2 separate regions of the Oryctolagus cuniculus genome follow, and region 1 is linked to region 2. Evidence: chromatin contacts called from public Micro-C data. All regions are on one chromosome and are shown on one strand. Each heading gives the region's core, a stretch centred on a gene start, on an enhancer-like site or on the middle of the called end of the contact. The rest is flanking DNA. Distances are from core to core; before and after follow the strand shown.

Evidence for each region. A called contact is a pair of places that touch in the nucleus more often than the background predicts.
Region 1: a contact with region 2 is called in a Micro-C map of ear pinna, with 7 times the contacts expected there. The contact joins the enhancer-like site here to the promoter of UBE2H in region 2. A contact is called at or near these places in 2 of 6 Hi-C or Micro-C datasets (ear pinna and embryonic fibroblasts).

The regions. Positions count from the first base shown.
Region 1 is chr3:166,169,291-166,174,331 of mOryCun1.1, reverse strand. No RefSeq gene overlaps it. Among named protein-coding and RNA genes, the nearest start is that of ZC3HC1, 32 kb to the left of the region's middle. Within about 2 kb of position 2,456, at least 5 of the 8 cell types and tissues checked have an H3K27ac peak or open chromatin away from gene starts, as enhancers often do. A contact at or near this core is called in ear pinna, where this site is marked.
Region 2 is chr3:166,117,338-166,122,534 of mOryCun1.1, reverse strand. UBE2H (ubiquitin conjugating enzyme E2 H) reads left to right here and starts at 2,580. Exons shown (of 5, transcript XM_008258202.4): 1 at 2,580-3,073. The coding sequence starts at 3,021.

The DNA.
Region 1 (5,041 bases), core at 1,207-3,706, 52 kb before region 2:
CACATGGCTGCTACAGCCAGGGTTTGCCAAGTGCCCCAAATCCCAGCCTGATCCCTCCCCCGTGGGTGGCAGGGGCCTGAGGAGTTGGGCCGCCATCTGCAGCCTCCCAGGATGCACTAGCAGGAAGCCTGCTGGGAAGTGGAGTAACCTTGGACCAGCACTCTGGTACGGGATGGGGGATCTCACGTGGTGCCCTGGCCGGCTGTGCCACAGTGCCCACCCCCAGTTAACCCGTTCTGCATTGAGTCTTCACAGATGTCAAAAAAGAAACGGCAGCACGCCCATGTTCCTTGCGGCACACAGCGAAGATGTGGAGGCAGCCTGGGTGTCCAGGGACGGATGGAGGAGCGTGTGGTTTGCACATAACAGTGGCAGAGTATTCGATCTTTAAATGAAGGGGTCCTGCCCCCACACTGCAGCGGGGGGTGCACCTGGAGGATGTCAGCCAGTCCTGGAAGGTCTCTGATTCTTCCGTGAAATGTCTAGTGGTCAGACTCCTAGAAACAGCAGGATGTGGTTCCCAGGGGCTGGGGCAGGGGGAGGGGGAGGGGCGATGAAAACGATCTGGACGCTGATGTGCAGTGAACGTGCGCACAGCTAACGCAGCCGGCTGTGCACTTCCGAACAGCCACGCGACAGACTGGCATGTGGGTTTAAAAAAAAAATTCGTTTATTTGAAAGAGTGACAGTGATTTTCCACCCACTGGTTCACTCCCCAAATGACCACAATGACTGAGCCAGGCTGACGCCAGGAGCCAGGAACTTCACCCAGGTCTCCCACATGGGTGCAGGGGCCCTACTTGGGGTCCTCTTCCGCTGCTTTGCCCTGCGCACGATCAAGGCGCTGGACCCAGAGCAGAGCAGCCCCAGGACATGAAGCGGCGCTCCAGCATGGAACCAGTCCCGCAAGTGGCGGCTTGAGCTGATGCACCCCGTGTCGGCCCCTTGTTCACAGTTAAAGGAGACAAAGAAGTGGCCACTTGTGCCACCAGTCTGTCACAGAGGGGACAAAGCCCACCCTGGAGTTGCTCAAGGCTCGGCAGTGTCCTACATCCTTCATCTCCCTTCTGGGGCACTTAATGCCACTCGGAAAGCCTCCAGCCCAGTTACGGGCTTCCTGGTGTTGCTGGAGCTAAGTCGCTCCTTCTCTAACAGGCAGGGGAAATGAATGTGAAAGCAGAAGTGAGACTTTCTTCTGTATACCTAGATGTCAGGGGAGATGGGACTTCTCGGACAGTAAGGGACTAGAAAATCTGCACTCTTTAAGGATCGTGAGTCTGTCTCCCAGGTCTCCAAGAGCTGGGATAGCCTGCTTGACATGCAAGGGACAGTGTGGTCTCTCGGTGCCGAGCTGCAATGCCTGCAGTACCCAGCAGAGCCACAAGATGTCCCCAGCGTTCCATGAATCCCCTTAATAGCAGACTGGGCGGATCCACGCGGTGGGCTTTGGAGCGCTTTTTTTTTTTCTTTTCCTTTCAAATGGCCTGTTCTCGCCAGTATCACTCTTTGTCCTTATTTGTTACATTTCTTCTCTCCTAACCCAACCTACAGCCGCCTGCTTCCCCTCAATCTAAGGCAGGGACAGAAATAGAGATGAGAAGCACTGACATGACCCTTAGGGAGCCCATGGATACGCCTTGAGGGGCTGGAGGCAAGAATTAATAAATGTACCTGAATTTAAGGTCAGGGTTAGGAACAGAGACACAAGTAGCAAGGGGTATTTTCTGCAATGCCCACCCCAGCCATTGGCAGCAGCTGTCCTGGTGCACACGGAAAGCCCCGAGTGGCAGCCGGCTCACCCCACGGCCGGCCCACTAAGCTAAGCAAGCAGTGAAGCATCTTGGGGATTGGGGATGTGTTCACGGGGCCACGAGCCAGAGCCGTGCGTCATCCCAGCCGCGGCAGAGCCGGCAGATGGCCCTTTGCTGGTGAGGATTCCAGAGCCTGTGACTCATGCTAATTAACCCTGACTCGTGGTAGCACCGAGCATAAAGAGGTCACTGTCGCCACTGCATCGAGTGGGGAAACCAAGGCGTGGAGTGGGGAAGCAGCTTGGCTCCATTAGTCAGCGGCAGCCGGTCATGAGTTGGTCACTGCCCTCCTCCACGTGTGGCGGGCTGCCCTGGACCAAGACGGGGCCACACAACAGGGTGGCCCAGAGGAAGAGGGACAGTGGTGATGGCGGGGACAGCCAAAGGCCACATGGCATAAGTCCACCGCCCCCCTGCAGTGCTACCGGGGGAGGTGACAGCCACAATCATGGTGGATGGAAGCTGAGCTATGCCTGGAACCCTGGGGCCCCACTAGGTCTCCTTCCTGCATTGTCATCCCATGGTGGAGCACAAGAGAGACAGTCCCCTGTGCAGGCTGAGAACACCGGCTCCGGGGTCAGCAGCTGGCAGGTGGAGGCAGCAAGGTGGGCCACATCCAGGGTCTGGGTTCAGATCTCAACTCGCTGGTCCCTGGCTGTGTGCTTCTGAGCCAGCTCCTCCGAGCCTGCATCTGTCTGGTGAGGACAATACTAGTCGTGGGGCTGTTTTGAGAATTAAATGGGATGTGTGAGACGCTTAGAACAGTGCCCGTGGGACTGGCGGTGTGATGCTGGCATCCCAGACGGGCGCCGGTTTGATTCCCAACTGCTTCACTTCCAATCCAGCTTCCTGCTAATGCGCCTGGGAAAGCAGTGGAGGATGGCCCAAGTGCTTGGTCCCTTGCACCCACGGGGGAGACCCAGATGAAGTTCCTGGCTCCTGGCTTCTGCCTGGCCCAAACCAGGCCATTGTGGCTGCTTGAGGAGTGAACCAGCGGATGAAAGATTTCCTCTCTCTGCCTTTACCTCTCCCCCCTCAGTAACTTTGCCTTTCAAATAAATACATATATATAATATATATATATTTAATCTTAAACCAGTGCCTATACATTGTGAATGCTCAGTGTTAGCTAGTCATTTTTGTTTTATTTTAATTATTTATTTTCATTATATTTTAAAGCCAGAGAGAGAGAGAGAGCGCACACACTTTTATTCTCTAGTTCACTCCCCGGATGCCCACAACAGTTGGGGATGGGCCAGGCTGAAGTCAGAAGCAAGGAACTCCATCCAGGTCTCCCATAGGGGTGAGCCAAGCATTTGAGCCATCGTCTGCCTCCTCCCAGGGTGCACAGTAGCAGGGAAGCTGATACAGAAGCAGAGTAGCAGTGACTCAAACCATACACTCAGCCATGGCATGAGAGTGGCCTACGTGGTGACTTAACCACTGTGCAGGACACCTGCCCCATCCTATATGGGATAGCAGAGAGCTGGATCAAAAGTGGAGCAGCCAGGACTTGAACCGGCGCCCACATGGGGATGCTGGCACTGCAGGCAGTGGCTTTACCCGCTAGGCCGCAGCGCCGGCCCCTGGGGAGGGGGTCAGGAAAAAGAGGCAGCCGTGAATTTCCTCATCGGACTGTCTTTGCTCCAGGTAGAGCTCGTTCAACCCGGCGTCCTCACACCATCCTTAGACAGCGCGGGTGCTGGTGGTGCAGCCCCAAGGCCAGTGCAGCAGCATCAGGAAACCCCGGGGAGGCGGCGGTGCAGTGAGAGCTCACGGCAGGCCTCGCCCGCTGGGCTGAGAATCCGGGCTTGTTTGTCCAGCACAGCCTACCTGAGTCACCCTCCTGGAGCTGGTCCAGCAGGCTGCCGGGAGCCTGGAACGTCTGCCCGCCGAGCCAGGCCCGTGCCAGCACCTCCTGCCTGGCCTGCCCTCAGAAAGCGAGGTGGACACACTTTAGGTCTACAGTCAGGCCCTGAAATGGAGCAAGAGCCTGGCCAGGGCCTGACAAACAGCCCGGAGCCCAGATTCCGTCCTGGGGTAAGAGCCCCAGAGCCCGGATAATGACTTCTATGCATCCCATACGAAAGCAAGAGGTGGCCAGCAGCCAGGGCAGCAGCTGCCTCCTCCCCTGCCCCCCACCCACCAGCCCCTCCCTGCACCCCCAGGTCTGCTGGGGCAGGGCTCAGCCCCGGGGGAGAGGGGTTCCAGAGTAAAAGGAGGAAGCAGACAGGTGCTGTATTTCACAATAAAGTGCCCTGAAGTCACGAGAGGGGCGGAGAACAGTTTTTCCGAAAGTGAGAAGCCCCTGTTGCTTCAGAGCGGAGATGTGGGGGCCTTGGGGGGCCTGCGGGGGGGGGGGGGGAGAGCTTGTTCCCCTAGGAGACTGGGAGCTGGGACCACCTCCCAGGCCCACTGGCTGGCCAGTGTACTTGCGCTCGCATGGGGCCCGCTGTGAAGCCACCGGCGCAATGTTGGCCAGCAGTGAGCCTATGGCGTGGGGATGAGGCTCGCGCTGCTCCCAGAGAGAGAGCTGTAGGCCCCCAGGGAGCAGCTGAGGCCAGGGTCCCGACAGTGGGCTGCCTGGGGCCTCCCACTCCTCAGAGGCCTGCGCTGGCACCCGCAGGCCCTCAAGCGTCTTTGCAAGGGTCACAGGTGAGCCTGGGACAGACAGTGCCCTGAGGGCGGGAGGGGCGGGGCGCGGGTGGAGGACAGCCGTGTTAGGCCCTGCTGACTAAGACATGACCTCACATCCTCTGTGGTGAACCTGCCAACTCACTGGGCCGCCTGGGTCGGCCTGGAAAGGGCCCCAAACAGGGCCCCGGGGCCCCGCGCAGCCAGGGGCAGCCATGGTCGGTCAGGGGCTGTCCCCAGCCCTCCTCCTCCCGGAAGCCAGCAAGGCCCCCCGGACCTGAGTGCGCCTGGGGTGGACAGAACCTGGAGCCTGGGGCTGGAGGAAGCTTTGTCACTGCATATTCTTTTTCTTTTAAGATTTACTTAATGCATTTGAAAGACAGAGTTACAGAGAGAGAGGTAGTTACAGAGAGAGGTAGAGACAGAGAGAGAGGTCTTCCATCCACTGGTTCATTCCCTAATTGGCCGCAATGGCCAGAGGTGCGCCAATCCGAAGCCAGGAGCCAGGAGCTTCTTCTGGATCTCCCACGTGGGTGCAGGGGCCCCAGGACTTGGGCCATCTTCTACTGCTTTCCCAGGCCATAGCAGAGAGCTGG
Region 2 (5,197 bases), core at 1,331-3,830:
GGTGGATTTATGAAGGAACAAATGGCGAGAGCCCCAGAGAGAAAAGGAGCGAGCTGAGGCCACTACATCTTTGAAAGACCAAAAAGCACCGGGAAAAAAGCGGATGCCGCACAGTGTCCAGCGAGTGGGACAAACGGGAGGCTGACTTCAATAATCGCGCGATAATCCCACCACCAATAACATGTCGCACCTCGTAATCAACACTTGGCCTTCATTTCTAGTTTATAGTTCTCCCCATTCGCCCCACAAACCACTCAAGGGAGTAGTGCCGTAGAAGCCACGTTTTACATAGGAGAAGACTGAGTTACCCGGGGCATAATTAAGAGCGAGGTGGGGCAGGTTTGTCCCAAGGAACCCGGAGCTGAGATACCAAAGACACAGTCACTCTTGGCGTTGACTGCTGTTCAGTGACTGCCCGGAGGGCTCCATCTCCCATAGCATTTCTGGGTGCTTCAGCCCCACCTCCTCCAGTGCCCAGCACATTTCTAACACTAAATATTCCTCTACGTTTGACCCAGTATTTGGATCCCAGCAGCTACAGTGTTGGAGATTAGAGCACCGGGGAGGTTCCCCGTCTCCTGCTCCGTGCCCTTGTTCCTCAAGCGTCCCTGCCGTGACCTGCTCTTTCAAGTCTGTTCTGTACTCCGCTCTGTGACTCCTCTAAGGTTCCCACTGTCCCTGACAGGCTGGGGAAAACCGGAGGGCACGCAGACCCTCCCTTACTTGAAGGACATCACAGGTGCACTTAACCCACCTGGAGCAGTCGGGCAGGTGTTGCCTCCTGGCATCCTCAACCTTTGGCCTGTATCAGAATCATATGGGGGGGAGGGGCTGGTTAAAGACCCGGATGTCCAGGTCCCATGCAGTCTTTCTCAATCAGAATTATCTCCCGGGGCTGGGGCCTGAACTCTCATGAGCTGTGCCAGCTGTGCAGGTGATTTTTGAAATACACCAAGCTTGAAAGCCACCAGGGGCATTGCAGGGAGCCCGGGTTAATTAGGTGACGGCGGCAGGGGTGTTTCGGGAGAGGAGGCAGCTGCAGTAGGAGCTCAGAGAACCAAGCTGACACCGAATCAGGAGGACAAAACTCTGCTCTGGCTTTTCTCTCTCCTTAAGAGCGAGGTCAGATAGAGGGGGTCGGGACTCTCCATTCAGACATGTCCTCCTCCTAATAGATGTGCTGTGTGCCATAGGAGAGAGCCATGAACTCCCGTTGGAAGCAGTTAAAATAGCCCATGGTTCTCAGAACACAGAAGAGAGGTCACCCCCTGCAGAGCCGAGGGAATGGAGACTTATTATTTAATGGGTACACAGTTTCTGTTGGGGGTGATGAAAAAGTCCTGGAACTGGAGAGTAGCGATGGCTTCGAGCACGGTGAATCTATTTAATGCTTCCGAGTTACATACTGCAATGCTAAATTTTACGTTATATACATTTAGCAGTGAAAAAAAAAAATAGCCAGGCCTTTTGAGGGATGGGACTGTAGGAGCAGACAATATTCAACTTCACCGATGGCTGCTGGCCCAGGTGCACGCGTTGTGTGTAGGCAGTTACGTAAGCGGACACAGCCCCCAGCACAGGGGCTGACAAAGTACAAGTGGATTCACAGGAGCAAGGGGACAGCTGGAAACTTCAGGAAAGCTGACATGGATATGGGCGATGCCTGGAACCCTGTCTCCTGCCCTCTTTGTCTCTCCAGCTTCACTGTGCACAGGGATCACCTGGGGAGCTTGTTAAGCTGCACCTCCTAATTTCATAGGTTTGAGGGGAAGCTCACGTCTGCATTTCTAACAAGTTCCCAGGTGACGTTCATGCCGTAGCTCACACAGACTGGGAGGGCTGTGCGCGTTTAGCCTTGTTTAGTTCCTCACGATAGCCTCGTGTCCCCCAAAGTGAGAGCCCCCAGGAGGGGCTTAATTATTATTATTTATTGATACCGAGGCAGTGTAAGAGGTGCGTGCAGGCGTTTGGAGGATGGGAGAATCTTTGCCGTGAACTCTAGCATATTCGAGCCGTCCCAGCTTCTAGGGGTCGCTCACCTTGTGATCTCAAATTCTGAATAAGGGTGTTAGTTCTAAGTTGTTTCTGGCCTTACCACCTTGCTGCCTCCACTCTGATCCTTGAAATCGTGGCCTTGAACACGTGAAAGGTAATGGCCCTGATTTGCAAACTGCGGGGAAGCCTTGCTCTCCTCTGCAATCCTGCAAATTCTCTTCACCTGAGGAGGGCAGGGGCTTTCCAGATCTGGGCGTCTGTCTGAATAATTGCCACTTTGGCCTCCCCCAAATCAAATAAACAGCCTTTAAAGCCGACTGTGTGCGAAGGCGGTTCATTCCCTAAAACACACGCGGGTGTCATAACGTTGCCATTATTTACTATGAACGTCTAGGACGACGGTAACACATTGGCGGTTGAGCGACAAAGTGTGTGGGGAAGGTTGGGGGGAGGGGACAGAGGACGGAGAGGGCAGGAGAAAGAGGAACTACATATCCCATAAGTCCCCGGGAAAGCCCACGGCGCGGCGGCGCCCCACCCCTCTCGCCGTCCGGGCCCGCCCCTCGGATGACGTCACAGAGGTGACGTCACGGCGTCCAGAGCGAGGCTGGGGTAGAGAGGCCGACCGAGCAGGAGTCGTCCGCCTGTCGTGCAGGCTGCCAGGAGTCGGCGAGGGGTGCGCGGGCGAGTGGCGATCGGGCGAGCGAGCTAGAGCGGGCCGGAGGGAGCGTGGCGCGGCGGGGCGCCGGGGCGGCCCCACAGCCGGAGAGAGCGGCGGAGCCGGGCGCCGCGGGGTCCCCACCCCCACTCGGCCGAACCGGGCCGGTGTTCCCCCGTGCGGGGGGCGGCGGCGGCGGCTGACGGGACCCGACGGGACCCGACGGGATCGGGGGTGTTGCCACCTCCGCCGAGGAGCCGGCGCGGCCGCGGGCTCCTCAGAGCCGGGGCCGGGCCCTTGACAGACGGGGCCGAGGACCGGAGAGAGGCAGCGGCGGCGCAGGCGACGGGGAGGCGGCGGCGACACCATGTCATCCCCCAGTCCCGGCAAGAGGCGGATGGACACGGACGTGGTCAAGCTGTATCCTTCGAGGCGGGGGATCGTGGCTGTGGTGGGGGGGCCGGCGTGGGGACCCCTGAGGCTCGGCCGAGGGCCCCGGGGCACCCCAGGCCACTGCCCCCTCCTCCCGCGGCGCCCACGGCGGCTCCCGGCGCCTCCCAGGAAGCGAGGGCCTGTTCAGCTCCCCTTTATCTGCAGCACCCCACAATATGCGTAGCTCCTGCTCTTCCTGCAACCCCCCCCCCCGCCCCTCCAGCGCCCGTGACTTTTCTTTGGGGCTCCCAATACGGCCTCTTTTTTTTTTTTTTTTTTTCTTCCCCCAGGACCAGCCGCCTCACTCTGTCTACCGCTGGGCCCACCGTCAGGGTCTCTCTTTTCTGTTTGTTCGCTCTGTATTTCGGGACTCCAGGCAGACATTTCCCGAGAGGGAGGCCTTTCTCCCTGTAGATGCCCCCATTCCCTGCTCTCACAATGCCTCTTGAACTGGGGTAACTCCAGCGACCTTCTTTATCCCTAATTCCTTTCTATATTAGGAAGAGAGTAGTCGGCGCAGGGCCCCCTTTGCTAATAAAGAGCTCGGTGTGTTTTTTAAATGAGGGACTCCTGGTGCGGTGGCTGGTCCTGGCAGGACCCTCCTGACAAAGCCTATCCCACCCGTGCTCGCGTGCGGTGAGGACCCCCGGGCCCTGCGGCCAGCCTCCCTCCATGTTGTGGCTGTGACAGCTGGGGGCAGGGAGAGCAGGCCTCCCTAGGAGACAGCCCCCCGAGAACCACCCACCCAAGCAGAACTCCCCGCGTGAGGCTAAGGTTCCTGGGGAGTACTCGCCCTGCCCCCGCCCCAACTTTATTCTCCCTGGAGGTTGCAGTGGGGGGGAGCCCCCCACCCCCCCCAGCAGGCAAGGGTTCTGGTTGGAGTCCAGGCTGATTATTTCATGACCAGCTAGAGAAATTCGCGAAAGTTCCTGTGACAAATCAAGGAATCTGGCTTTGGAGGGGATAAGTTAGAGATTGAGGGGGGCCCTCATGTGGGGAACAACTAAGCCCTGGGGAGGGGGGGGTTAGGGGGTAGGGTGTGAAAGGCTGTTTAAGAAAAAAAAGTGTCTCCTGTTTGTCTTTGGCCCTCACCCCATCCCCCCCATTGCCCCCTGTTGCAGGGTTTTGTTTATATAACTCAGGTTGCCGGGCCAGATTCTTCAGGTGAATTCTTCCTGGCTTTTATTTGTTGCCATTTCCGATCGACTGTTTTACTTCTTTGTAGGGATAGATGATGGTCAAACACTCAGTGATGGGATCTGCAGAAGTTTTTAAAAGTAGTTTTTGCATATGGTTTGGAGGTGGGGGATGGGAGGGAAGTTGCCTGGGCAAGAGATTATTACTGTTTTTTTTTTTTTTTTTAATAATCTTTTTGTTAAGATGTTTTTCTCCTCACCCAGGGAAGACTTGGCTAGGAATTAGGAACAGTAGGTGAACTTCTGAGTTTAGGGTTTGGAGTTTTAAGATTTTGGGGGGTGGGCATAGGGATTAGACACAAGCAAGTGATAGAGTATAATGTGCAAATAACACATGGCTAGGCACAAGTGAAATCAACTGTGAGGTGTTTATGGCTGGGATTGTTTTGTCAATATGTGAATGATACCAGTAATATTGGAGTTTTATAAGGTTGTAACTATGACTGTGGGTGTATTTTAGACAAAGCAGTTTTGGGTTTTATTTTTGTTTAGAAACTAGGAAATGACATGGTGGTAGAAATGAGTTATTTTTACCTTGAATTGAGAGTTACTGTCACACCTAATGCAAATTTCTACTTAATGTGTGATTGGGATGGGGGGCAGAGAATTCCAGCTGTTTGTGATCGATGTCAGATTATGTACGTACATAAATTTTTAACAGATTGAGGAAAAGAGTGAGGCCTAACTTGACCTGATGCCTTTTCCATACGGTGCCTTTTGTTCATTGAGTAGTTGTGGCATCTAGAATGATTACGGCATTTAGGAGTGGGGCGGGGAGGGGGGACAGAGGGAGAAGAAAACAGACAAAGAACAGCAGGGTGTCTTTTTTTTTCTTTTCCCCTAAGTGGCTTATTTCATAGCTTATTTTTAGTAGAAGATGAAGAAAGGCAAAGATGCTCTGGCCTTCTGTTCTTTC